2 separate regions of the Mus musculus genome follow, and region 1 is linked to region 2. A link is a contact called in public Hi-C data. All regions are on one chromosome and are shown on one strand. Each heading gives the region's core, a stretch centred on a gene start, on an enhancer-like site or on the middle of the called end of the contact. The rest is flanking DNA. Distances are from core to core; before and after follow the strand shown. Region 1 overlaps Sv2b (synaptic vesicle glycoprotein 2 b). Region 2 overlaps Sv2b (synaptic vesicle glycoprotein 2 b).

Evidence for each region. Hi-C and Micro-C count contacts between places; a contact is called where the count stands out from the background.
Region 1: a Hi-C map of cerebellum shows a contact between it and region 2, with 2.0 times the contacts expected there. The contact joins two enhancer-like sites. A contact is called at or near these places in 5 of 484 Hi-C or Micro-C datasets (the Patski cell line, cerebellum, cortical neurons and 1 more), 1 of 115 datasets of contacts at active chromatin or transcription factors (embryonic stem cells) and 1 of 9 other capture datasets (pancreatic islet).

Annotation. Positions count from the first base shown.
Region 1 is chr7:75,201,250-75,208,029 of GRCm38.p6, reverse strand. It overlaps Sv2b (synaptic vesicle glycoprotein 2 b), which reads left to right. Exons shown (of 13, transcript NM_153579.4): 2 at 1,108-1,940. The coding sequence starts at 1,490. Among named protein-coding and RNA genes, the nearest start is that of 1500012K07Rik, 100 kb to the left of the region's middle. Within about 2 kb of position 2,444, at least 2 of the 459 cell types and tissues checked have an H3K27ac peak or open chromatin away from gene starts, as enhancers often do. A contact at or near this core is called in cerebellum, where this site is marked.
Region 2 is chr7:75,132,410-75,139,306 of GRCm38.p6, reverse strand. Sv2b (synaptic vesicle glycoprotein 2 b) reads left to right here. Exons shown (of 13, transcript NM_153579.4): 9 at 2,845-3,009. Among named protein-coding and RNA genes, the nearest start is that of 4930533N22Rik, 110 kb to the right of the region's middle. Within about 2 kb of position 3,791, at least 13 of the 459 cell types and tissues checked have an H3K27ac peak or open chromatin away from gene starts, as enhancers often do. A contact at or near this core is called in cerebellum, where this site is marked.

The DNA.
Region 1 (6,780 bases), core at 1,195-3,694, 70 kb before region 2:
TTGAGATTCTAGAACAGGAGTTGTCAAACTTCCTAATGCTGTGATCTGACAGTACAGTTCTTCATGTAGTGACTCCAAACCATTATGTTTACTGTTACTTTATAACTGTAATTTTGCTACTGTTATGGATCAGAATGTCTATATCTGTGTTTTCTGATGGCTTGAGGACACCTCTGTGAAAGGGTCATTTGACAACAAAGGGTCATGATCCACAGATTGAAAACCACTTTTCTAGAAGGTAGCTTGGGCAGAGAATCTACCTCGTGGGTGTTGGACTCAAGAGAGCGAACCTGTGATTCGATCTGGGTTATAAGACAGTGCTTTGCACCTAGACAATATTGGTCCCTGGCTTTCCAGAATGGAAGTAGGAACAATGATATTGCCTGAAATAATATTGACCTGTAGGCTGGATACTTGCTATATAATCTTATACATTAAGTAATATTGTCTCATGAAACATGACTCTCATGTATGACAGACTCTTTCCAAGCCTCAGGTCTCCCATAAAAATCTGGGAGATATGGCTCTGAGTCTCATATTTGACTCCTGTTCTTACCCATTTGAGCCAAGTACAAGGTCATAGAGGCCTTTGAGCCACAGTGCTGATCTCAAAAGCAAGCTGGGCTCTAGAGAAAGCTATTTCTGCATTCTATACTTCTAAATGTAAAGTGATACAATTACTTCATATTGAAGCTGGAAAAGCATACATTTTCACAAGAGAAATTGACCCATGGGATAGTTCTACTGTTGGCAAAAGCTTGATAAGTTCAAAGGAAACCCGTAACACAAAATAGCCTTGTACTGAAAAATTCCTTGACCACTTCCTTTTGAATTCCTGTATAAGATCTGATCTTTGACCTTCACCGGGTTCTTCAAAGCTCAAAGAGCTTCTCTACCCATGGTTGCATTCACTACCCTTACAATTCCTTCCTCACTTAGCTTATGTGAGTTCAAATGTCTAACCAAAATATGCTTCACCTTACACATGAAATATGAGTATTAGTAAATATCTTCATTTAATTCAAAGATCATGTCAGAATCTCAGACTTTTCTAACTAGTCTATCTATTCAGACTGTTCTAACTATTTTTTCTGTCTCTATTCCTAGGCTATAACCTTCAGGAGAAGGACAAACATCACAGCCAGTGAGCTGCCAAGCACTGCTCCGACCTTGTCAAAGAGAGCAGCTGGACCCATTTTTAGTTACTCCCAGCACAAGCCTCTGGGTCATATAAGGAGAACAGACCAGAATTTGATACTTTCCGAAGACGTTTAACACACACCAGCACAAAAGGCTACTTAGGTTGTCTTTGTATGAATTTGGTTGATTTGAGAAACAAATTGAAAAGGTGATTTTATTGAAAAAGTCTCATGAGCATGCTCACCATTTCAATGATATAATAGATGATGGTTATTGGAACAGCCCAAATATTTACCACAGAGCAAGAGATATAGCTTGAGCGGCTACCAGACAATCCCAGAACCAAGGAATGGATGACTACAGGTATCGGGACAACTATGAGGGCTATGCCCCTAGTGATGGCTACTACCGTAGCAATGAGCAGAATCAGGAAGAAGATGCACAGAGCGATGTTACAGAAGGCCATGACGAGGAAGATGAGATCTATGAAGGCGAGTACCAAGGCATCCCTCATCCAGATGATGTCAAGTCTAAGCAGACCAAGATGGCGCCCTCCAGAGCAGATGGTCTTGGGGGCCAGGCAGACTTGATGGCTGAGAGGATGGAAGATGAGGAGGAGCTGGCTCACCAATATGAGACCATCATTGATGAGTGTGGCCATGGGCGCTTCCAGTGGACCCTCTTCTTCGTCTTGGGTTTGGCCTTGATGGCTGATGGAGTGGAAATATTTGTAGTGAGCTTTGCTCTGCCAAGTGCAGAGAAAGACATGTGTCTGTCCAGTTCCAAGAAAGGAATGCTTGGTAAGTAGGAACTTCCAAAGGTTATTTTCCTTGTGACATCAAGTATATGAAAGTCAAGGAGAATATAAATGTATATATTTACATATGTATATATTTACACATACACATATAAGCACACACACACACACACACACACACACACACACACACGTATAGCTTGTCACTGTTGGATATCCTGCAAAGTTATAAGTTTTATAGTCATTTTGCCATTAAGATGTTATATTATGGACACTAATTAATTTATTAACTCAAACTTTCATAGCTAGTATCATAGCTTGTTTTTTTTCCAAGTCTTTTTGATTCGTAGCTTTCTTTGATTCCCAAATCTTGTTTTCTCGAATGACAGACTATTAAACCATCTTCCATATCCAAGTAACAATACATTTTGGAAGGGGTAAGCCAGAGGTCTGGTCCATCATGTTTTCTTTATGTGTCTTCCAAGAATCCAATAGCATCTGCTCCCAGCTCCTCTTGTACTGAGAGTTAGTGGCTGAGTGCCCATGTGGCTTGGATGACTGATGGGCTTCAGCATACCCACATGCAGAGTCCCCGTAGGCAGTTAAGTACCATGGTGTGAAGCACAGATGTATTCTGAAGGATAGAGGACCAGCTTGCAAGTCAGTTAGCAGACCAGGACTGTCAGATCCAAGCCTCAGGCATCAGGGCTCGAGGCAGAAAGGATTTTGTGAAGTTATAGAGAGGATGAGCACAAATGGTGTGGAATAGAAGAAATTTATCATAATAGAGCCATGGGTTTGTCTTGATCACCAAATGGTCTGAAAAACATATGTACCCTCTACATTTAGTGTCCAAATAGAGCCCAAGATATATGAAGCTATTGAGTACTTACCATGAACCAGTTTATCATTCAAGATAAAGAATAAGTATGGTCCCCAGGAGTTCAAAAGCTGCCCAGCACCAAATTCATTGATTCAACAAGTAGGTACATACATATTTCTGGTCTATAATATGCTGGTATCTGTGAAACAGTCTTGGATTAAAAATAGGTTTTGTGTCTTTAAAAATATATATCACAAGACAAGAAAGTCTTTATAAACACAGATTTAATAACTTCAGGGATAAACATTGGAATGTGTCTTGTGTGGTTCTAGACCTTGACTTTGGCAAAGGAGTTAACAAGCATTTATGAAAAGACTGAGATAGCAAACATTTTTGAAGCCCAGATGGCCCCTGTCACAGGTATTCAAATCCCATTCTGTAATCCAAATGATATGAAGACAGTATATAAACCAGTAGACATGATTGTGCTTCAGTAAAACTGAGACTGAGCTTGGGTGGAAGCAGGAGGACTGTGAACTTGAACACAGCTTGTGGTATTTAGTGAGACTATCACAAAATCAGGAAAAAAAGTAAGAAATGCATATATAAAGCAATATGAAGAATTGTCACCAGATGAACAAAACAACAGCAACCAAACCTCCCAAACTAGCTGAACAAAAACCTTTATCTCTGGGTCATTAAGCCTTGTCTTATACATTTATGCTTAATCTATAATGCCATTTGAATGATTAGGGCTCCATCAGGCATGACCGAGGAAATCAAAGGAGACTAAGTATATAAAAACAGATGCTTTGAGAAGCTGGAGTGTTATTCAGCTTTTAAAAGCCAATAGAATTTTTAGTTACACATGAGTGTCCCTGCATATGCATATACATACTACCCGACTTTAAATGTTAAATAGTAGGTTTTAAATCATTTATTTATTTTTACTTTTATGTGCATCGGTGTTATACTTGCATGTATATCTGTGTGAGTATCAGGTCTCCTGGAACTGGAGCTACAAACAGTTGTGAGCTGCCACTGGGAATTAAACCTGGTTCCTCTGGAAGAGCAGCCAGTGCTTTTAACTGCTAAACCATCTCCTCAGCTCCTGTGGTAGGTTTTTGATTAGGCAAGGGAAAAGAACAAAATTTCTAACTGAAACCAATCCATCTGTAACTGACTTACGCATTTTTAAGTTATCAACTTGTTTTTGTGCTATGCCCAACTGAAACCCAAGTCCCTGTTTATTCTGGCAATGTCAATGATGGTTTCATGCCCATCAGTGTCTCTGGCACTACATGCCCAGCAACCTTAATAGTAGACATGCAGTATTGTGACAGCTCCTACTTCTCCCAGGGAAAACACTGGGCAGGCGATGAGCAAATGTGGTTATGGTCTAGAGAGCCCACACTGGTACAATTTTGCCCTCCAAGTTACCAAGATGCTATGACTCAAACTGAGAAGGGCACATAGACCCTGAGCAGAGATTCCCATCTTGGGTGCCCAGAAGATTTCCTATGTAGTCAAAAAAAAAAAAAAAAAAAACATGAATCTAAGTTGATCAGCAGGGTGGATGACTGAGAGTCTTGGAGTCATCTCCTTGTAGGTTAGCCACATGGAGAAAGATTTGGAGAGCTTTATCCAAGCCCACAGAGATAGCAAGTGCCTAACAGGGCATGATGGCAGGACTGCCTGACTTTGAGGTCTGGGGTAACTCTTCTGTGCCATCCTGCTTTTTTCTTAATCTTAGGCTACAGAAAAGAAGTCATGCCCTGTGCAGCCTTCTCTCCATATGGGATCATGCTACACTGGGTAATAACTTGAGCACTGGAGAATGACCATGAGAATTTCTCAACTAACTATGTTAGTGACCTTAGGCAAGTTCTAACTCCTGTAACTCAGTTTTCCTGAGGAATAAGTAAGGATAATGACACTAATGTTGGAAAGACTGAGATGATGCAGGCAGAGCATGAGTATGGATGCTTTCTAAACAACTCAGCTCCCTCGTTTGTGCCATGACACTCTCCTGCCAGCGTGTGCATGGATTTTGATTGCACTGATACAATGGGGCAGCCTGGATGCCAGGGCCAGGCTGCTTAGGTTTGAAGGGTCACTGCTGACTCTTATTGGGGCAGCCTCAGAAAAGTTACTCAGTTGCTTTGTGCTCTGATTTCCTCACCTGTAAAACCTGGACTAAGGTGATGCCAACTCAGTAGGATTTCTGTACAGATGGACTGAATTCAACTGTACTAGATTTAATGTAGTTAACTTGGCAGGCTTACTACCCAAGCTTACAGGTGCTCAAGATATCTTTACAGCCTTTTACTGAAGTTGTTGTTGTTGTCAGTGATTGATTGGTAGTGATGAGCCACTCACACTCAGGACATCAGATCTGCTTCCATGGCGTTGGACATATCCATCAGCCAAATGATACCTTGTAGACTCTTAAGGTCAAGCAGCTTGACCTCAGCTGGAAAAGGCCTTTGTGTTCCAGAACTTTTCCTCCCCAACCTCAATTATTTTAAAAAGAAACTCTCATAAGTTCAGCCTCTAGCTTGGCTGTCAGCTAATGGCCCAAGAAAACAGAACAACCCATGTCTGACTCAGAAGTCATTTTATTTTCTTTTCAAAAAAAAAATCAGTTCAGAAAAATTAAAGATGCTCTTTTGCTATCTTAGCTGTTTTTCTTGAACATTATATTTTAGTGGTCCCCTCATGTACAGATGTCCGGATTCAAGATCATAATGCTAGCATGAAGGTCCAGCCTTGCTCCTATCCAGTGGTGGTTGCCTTTAAGACGAGGAGAATGCATCCACTTGGTTAATTAAGCATTCCCTTCTTTCTTTTTATTAGATATTTTCTTTATTTACATTTCTAATGTTTTCCACTTTCCAGCTCTCCCTTTTGGAACCCCCCCATCCCATACCCTCCTTTCTCGCCTCTATGAGGGTACACTCCCATCCACCCACCCACTCCCATCTTCCTGTCCTGGCATTCCCCTACACTGAGGTATCAAACACACTCATGCCCAAGGGCTGCTCCTCCCACTGATGTCCAGTAAGGCCATCCTTTGCCACATATTTGCTTGGAGCCATGGGTACTTCCATGTGGACTCTTTGGTTGGTGGTGAACTCCCCCGGAGTTCCTGGGGGTCTGGGCAGTTGACACTGTTGCTCCCTCCATGGGGATACAAACCCCTTCAGCTTTCAGTTCCTTCTCTAACTCCACCATCAGGGATCCAATGCTCAGTCCAACAGTTGGCTGAGAGATCTACCTCTGTATTTTATCGGCTCTGGCAGAGCCTCTCAGGAGACAGCTATAATCAGGCTCCTGTCAGCAAGCACTTCCCAGCATCCACAATAGAACCAGGATTTGGTGACTATATATGGGATGGATCTCCAGGTGCAGCACTCTCTGGATGGCCTTTCCTTCAGTCTCTGCTCCACACTTTGTCTCCATATTTTCCCCGTGAGTATTTTGTTCCCCCTTCTAATAAGCACTGAAGCATCCACACTTTGGTCTTCCTTCTTCTTGGGCTTCATCTGGTCTGTGAATAGAAATATTGGGTATTCCAAAATTTTGGGGCTAATATCCACTTATTAGTGAGTACATGCTATGTGTGTTCTTTTATGACTGAGTTACCTTACTCAGGATATTTTCTAGTTCCATCTATTTGCCTAAGAATTTCATGAAGTCATTGGTTTTAATAGCTGAATAGTACTCCATTGTGTAAATGTACCATATTTTCTGTATCCATTCCTTTGTTGAGGGACATCTGGGTCGTTTCCAACTTCTGGCTATTATAAATAACACTGCTATGAACATAGTGGAGCATGGGTCCTTATTACATGTTGGAGCATCTTCTGGGTATATGCCCAGAAGTGGTATAGCTGGGTCCTCAGGTAGTACTATGTCCAATTTTCTGAGGAACCATGAGACTGATTTCCAGAGTGGTTGTACCATTTTGTAATCCCACCAGCAGTGGAGGAGTGTTCCTGTTTCTCCATATCCTTGCCAGCATCTGCTGTCACCTGAGTTTTTGATCTTAGCTATTCTG
Region 2 (6,897 bases), core at 2,542-5,041:
TCTGCCGGTAAACCTCAGGCGGGCACCCCAGGCTCTTCTTAGCTTCACCTTGCTTCCTGGCTGTGTTATGCAGGATGTGTAAAGCTTTCAGAGGCAGCTCAAAGAGCATCTGGAGTGATCAATTAGGAAGACTGTAAACTTAGATCTGTGAAAGTGCCTTGTTCTATAGCCCATGGGGAGGGAACCTCAGAAGTCAGCTCAGGACACCCTAAAACCAAGTTCCCAGCACAAAGGGGATTTATTGGTCCCAGAGAGACAGAGGGCAGGGACAAGGGAGGAGGTAAAAGAAGAGGGAGAGGGGGAGGGGATCAAGGGGAGGGAAGGTGTGAGGGAGAGGAGGGAAGGGGTATTTGTTCAGTTGGGGTGGACAGGACAAAGGACTGTCTCTGGATAGAGAGAGGACAGAAGTAGCCCATAGGTAAGTGGCAATTTATAACGGTAAAGAGGGAAAACCCATGTTAGGATGAGGTGTCTGATTTAATTGGGCATGTTCATTACATGAGCCAAAGGGGGCTTTTAATTGCTGGATTTGGTAGCTGGACCTTGGTAGTCAACCTCAGAAGGAGGAAGAGGCTAAATAAAGGATTAGACCTTGAGGGCTAGCTGTAGGAATGTAATCTAACAGTTTTTAGAAAGGCCAAGGGAATGGGGAGAGGGCTTGGCCTGCCAGAGACTTGTTTGCCAGGCTTGAGCTAGCCATGGTCCCTTCACTATGACCCCAAACAACTCCTTCACCCCTGAAAACCAATGAAGCTCTAGTGATCTCTGTGATAGGTGCATGAATATAGGTAAATCAATGTGATCCTGGGTGCAAGGGATGAGAATTAGCTCTTCCAGACCCAAACAGGCTGATTATAGAGGAAGCCTATAGAGGGATTATTCAATTCCAACACTTTGGAAGTCAAAGACACTGAGCACTAATATTCAAATCATCAAATGCTTAAAAAGTGAGCTTTATTTATATTTCTTTATGTTGAGTTTAATTTCGTTTAATAGGTAATATATTCCAAATGTAAGAACACCAGGGAAATCTTACCTCTGCTCCCTCCTGTCTTCCACCCATTCCCTTCTGCCTCCAGCATGCATCTTTTAGTTCCTGTTTTTTCCTGTTCTCTGTCTCTGTCTCTCTGTCTCTCTCTGTCTCTATTTCTCTCTCACACACAAAAATGTAAGCAAGTATATATTTGTATATTTATATATTTGTGTATATATATATATATATACATATATATATAGTTTCCCAAAGTCTGTGTATATATGCAGGTATTTCCCAAGATTTGTAAATATGTGTAGCTGTTCCTCAAGGTCCCCATAGCCTATGCAGATGCTTTGTTCTTCTTTTCTTATTCAAGGAAAAACACTTTGCATTTGCTTATTGTAGTCAATGATATGTACCCAGTATCTATCCACGCTAATCAACTAAGGTTTGGGTTTCCCTCCCTCCCTCGAGCCCCCCCCCCCCGCCCCGTTTTGAGATAGAGCTCACGTAGCCCAGGATGGCTAGAATTTCACTATGTAGCTGAGGCTTTCCTTGAATCCTTGATCCTCCTGTCTCCTCCTGCTAAATCTGGGATTATCAGCATGTCCTACCATCTGTGGGCCTTCCTCTTTGAAGAGGAATAATATGTCTGAGTAGTACCCCACACTACCTCCTCCATCACTCGTCATTAGCCAAGGCTCCCTTGTAAGACTTCTGGGAGTTTCCAGATCTTTGCTATTGTGAACAGTGCCACGACGTCGAGACCGTGGGGTATGCAATTGCACTGGGAAATAAAGGACCCACAGCTTTTAGTGCTGAGATTCCCGAAATAATCTGTGGCCTGGGTTCACTGGGGCTGCTTTGTCAGTGAACTAGATTCCCGGAAGTGGCATTCAAGGGTCAAAAGAGATAAGCCACCAGAAATATTTTTAGGCAGCAATAAGCTCTTCTCCACACATGCTTTCCCTGCTATCAATAGAACAGAGCATCTTTGCTCTCAGTCAGATAAATGTTGCTTTGATGTAACATCTGAGGGTTTGGGGTATAATTTATATCACTCAAAAGGAGAGCTTTAAAAAATAATTTATATATCTCTATGTTTGTTTCATGTGTATATGTGGTATGTATATATATGTACCCCCCCCACACACACACACTCTCTCTCTTTCTTTGTGTGTTTGTGTGCACATGGGCAGATGTGCATGGAAGCCAGACATTGAAAGTTAGGTATCTTCCCAGATTGTTTCCACATTATTTACTGAGGCAGGGTGTCACTGAACCTGGATCTTGTTGATTTTGTCTAGTCTGGCTAGCCAGCTTGTCCTGGGGATTCCCTGTGCTTACCTCTCCAGGCCATCTTGTCTACCTATGATTTATGCTGGAGCTGGGGATCTGAAAATCACCCTCAACCTTGCACAGTGAGCACTTTATCCACTGACCTCTTTGCTCAGCCCCCTTCCTCTTTTCTGTCTTTCATCTACTCGGGTTGTCTAAGTGCTGCCGAGTCAGCAGTGCGGAGCATGCGGTCCTCACCCAGTGAGAATATCTTTACCGTGTCTCCTTTTACTACAGTTCTGGCTTTTGAGTTAAGATCTGTTTTCTATAGGTTAGAAAAGGGCCCACCAGTCCCTAATCTACTGGTAGGCTTTGTTGTTGTGAGCTTTTAATCAAGTGCATATCAGAATATCATTTTCTTCCGTCTTTTAGGTGTGCTAATGTGACGAATTTTGTTTTCCATTTGCTAATAATGAACCAGATTACTACATTAATTGTGGTCTACAGTAAGTCATGGATGCAGATTCCACTGCTGAAAGAATGAGCCAGTCCGGGGGGGCCTTTTAGATTCTCCTCCTTCTCTCTTGCAGTTACTACGGCCTGACGGTGTGGTTCCCCGACATGATCCGCTATTTCCAGGATGAAGAATATAAGTCTAAAATGAAGGTGTTTTTTGGTGAGCACGTGCATGGCGCCACGATCAACTTTACCATGGAAAACCAGATCCACCAACATGGGAAGCTTGTGAACGATAAGTAAGTGTGCAACCACGGGCTTCCCCTGGGCCTGAGTGGCAGTCAATGGGGTTCCCTTGGAAGAGAGCATTGGGATGCTGAGAGCTCGGTGTACTAAGGATGGACTCCAAGGATAGAGTGGCCCTCACAACCCATCCTTACTGCTAGAGATACTATAGTCCCCTGAGGGCTGACTCTGTACTGTACCCACCCCTGAGGTTCCCCCCTTGTGCCCTGACTATAAGATAACATGACATTTGGTAGAAGGTGACCAATGTGTCTGTCTTTTCTGAGAACTTGATCCTTTGATGAAAGGGTACTACAGAAAGCCACATTCCATCTGGTGCCACTGGGCTGAGCGTGTCCTCTTTTGAGCTTGAACTGTGCTTAGCAAGCTCCTAGGATGTGACTGTCATTGTGTGAGTGACCACGGGCTTTGCCATTGCACTGGGAAATAATGGATGCACAACTTTTAATGCTGAGGTCCCTGAAAACAAAAACAAAAACAAAAAAAAAATCTGTGGCCTGGTCGTTGAGCTTTCCCTTTGATTCTGGAAGCTTCTCTGTGCTATTATGAAACTCATTTTTGTTATTCTTCATATGATACTACCTCAGAAGGTAGACCAGTATGTTCTGTGGTCAGTGGGAGTCTTGTTCTTAGGGGAGAAGTCACTGGAGTTTTAGAAAGGTTCTGCTTATGTCTTTGTGAGGTTGCTCAGTTCATTTGACTCATCTCCCTCTGTACGGGACAAATGACGTGGAGAGTTTAGACTGCTGCATCTCCTCTATGAGGCTGCCCCCTGGAGGTGAAGTAGCAGACAAAGGCAGGACATATGATAGGCTCCAGGTCATATTTTTCTCCAGGATAGCATGGGCCCCTTGAAGTTGCCCTCTGAAATTGTACCTAGTAAGGTCACTGAGGTAAGTGGTGGGTGAGTGACCATAGAATTATGCGGAATTTCTGGAGGTGCTATGGCTTAGACACATCGCTCCCAGTGCCATTAACTCCCTATCCACCACATTATCACAAAATTGGCACTGTCACGGGGTCCCCTCTGAAGCTGATTGAATTCAAAACGTATCTGTCTTCATGGACAAATTTGAAAATTTACCATGCTTTTGTCTTTTGTGTTATGCTGCCACCTGGTGGTCAGAACATAACAATACCTCTTCTTTCCAAGCCCCAAGCTGTTGATCCTCCTAGGCATCCTTTTTGTCCTGTATTCCCCTCCACCCCCCCGCCCCGTCCCCCTGCCTCCCCGCCCCCCCCCCGCCCCATGACATCATGCACATGTTGCTTTAAAATGTAGACGAAAATGCTTTATTTTACTGAGTAAACACATGGCGAAAATGAAGGGCCTCAGACTCCCTCCGTGTACTGTAGGTCCCACTGAAAGCCAATCCTTATCCTTCCGAGAAACCTTGACCTCAAGAAGAAATCAAAGTGCACAGGCCACTTTTGGCCCCACGCCAAGAGATCAGCCACTGGTACATTTTATGGGACATAAGTGCTCTCTGCATTCCAACATAGTGTTTGCCTCAGAGTTTGTGAGATTTTCAAATTGCAAGAAAGGCAAAGGATTAAATTCATATTTTATAATTCTTAGCCAAAATGCCAGGTTAGGTTACCCTTACTAGTAATTAAGAGAAAGATTGGGCTCCCGTCTGCGTATGTATTAACTAAGTAGCTAACTAATTGATGGGACTGCTTCAAGGAGACAGCACCCGCTTGTGAGTGGGTTAGTGTGGGGAAGGATACCAGGGAGAGGTGCCTGATTCCTGTCTGTGAGAGTTCAGGAAGCCATGACCTGATTTCCATTTTTCTTTTTGGCAGAAGGGAAGTTGAAGCTGTACTCTGAACCCTTGGGGTTGGGTTTGCAGTGGGACTGCACCTCCATTCACAGAGGTGACTTGCCATTGAGGAATAGAAAGGCTTTTTATTAAAAAGTCATATGAAGTCAACAGGGCTTCCATTAAAGGTCAGCTGCGAGTAGCTCAGAGTGCAAACGAGGCTCGTGATTCACCATTAAATGAGGTTGGGAGCATGGCAGGAAGCAGAGGGGGAGGCAGAGTCAGGCAGTGAGCAAAGGTGGATCCCATGCACTGCGTGAAAGGTCACGATGCCACCAGGGTCCCTTTTTAGTAGCACATAAATAAGATGTGGGTTTTAACACTAATGGTGGCTAATTTCAATATAGTAAAGTCCCTTGCAAATGCCAACAGTAGGTGGTGAACATAGGCAATTGCCGCAATATACTGGGCTGTCCGTCTCACAACCTGCACTTGAAGGTTACCGTTCACATATGGAACACATATTAAACTATGTGGTAGAATTTCTCAGTACCACTTCTTGCTTTGTGTGGGTCACGTATACATTCTTCTTGACAGTCTTTCTGGGCACTTTGTAATTTTTGCTGGGCACTGAAAACAGGATCTCTTTCTCCCAATAAAAGGTTTATGATTGCAAATACATAAGAAACCTGTTGACTATCGGAGGCTTATTTTGTGCCTAATTGAGCTCCTAAGACTCTTCTTCATTATTGGTTCTGTAATCCTATCACCTTTGAAGAACTATTGCCTTCTTTTTATGGTGGAATATTCTGTACTTTGAGAGACTAGGGAATAATACAGACAACACTATTTGGGGTACTCAGCCTTATAAACCATAACGTCTAGGTCATTAGCTTAGGTTTTAAGTACTCATTTTGTGAACCGTGTTTCCTTCTTGTGAAGAGAAGTTACTTGGAGTTGATGCCAGCACCTCTTACATATGAAGCATGCACTGTATCATAGAACAGCGGTTCTCAACCTGTGCTCACAGCCCCTTTGGGGGTTGCATATTGGCTCTCCTACACGTCAGATATTTACATTGTGGTTCAGCAAGGTTACAGTTATGAAGTACCAAGGATATAATTGTGTGATGGGAGTCTGCACATGAGGAGCTGTATTAAGGGGTCACAGCATTAGGAAGGTTGAGAAAGACCGCTCTAAGCTACGTTCTTCAGACCACCATTGTCAGGAGTTGGTGCTATATATTTGTGCATGCCTCTGTGTATTTTCCAGTGTAATTCTGTATCTGTAAGCATTGCACGACAGTCTTCTGTATGTGTCACGTTTCAGCTAAAATATATAATGTACATTAATTGTTATTACGATTGTTTTTCTGAGACAGGGCCTTGTGTAGGCCAGGCTGGTCTCAAACTTGCCTTGTAGCTGAGGATGCTCTTGGATTCTTGATCTTCCTGCTTCCACCTCTGGCTGGGATTACAACTGTGCACTTCCATTCCTTGCTTTGCACATGCTTATTATACAACTTCTTTTTGTTTGTTTAGGATCACACTCTTTTCAAAATTCATGTATTCTGTGACAATTTCATAAATGCACAAAATAGATTCCAGGCACATTCACCTCCCTCCATCCCTTACCCCTCTGACTCCACTCCCACTATCATCCCCCTCCTTACCAGGTCTCTATTCTAGTTTCGTGGCTTTTCATTTTGATTTTGTTTTTGCATGGTGACTCACTGGGTGTAACCTGGGCATGTGCACAAAGCTGTCTGTGGGAGAGTGACCAATCACAGAGGCCACGTCACTAAGGACAATGGCTTTCTGTCACCTAGAGCCATCAAGTGCCTACAGCTCCCATAGGGAGGGCGGGGCTTGTGGATCTCTTCTCTGTCTGACAGTTTATGGATCCACTCTTTGCCGGACCTATTCAGGTAGCTGCAGCTATGGTGATGGCTAGCATAGCTACACAACTCATTTTTTTTTAAACTTGAATTTCATCTCATGCATATGCTACTATCTATCTATTCTGTTGCTGGCCATTTAGGTGACAATTGTTCACCATTACAATAATGTTGCAAAAAATTATCTTTATGAGAAAGAGCTTTTCTCGCTAGAGTAACTG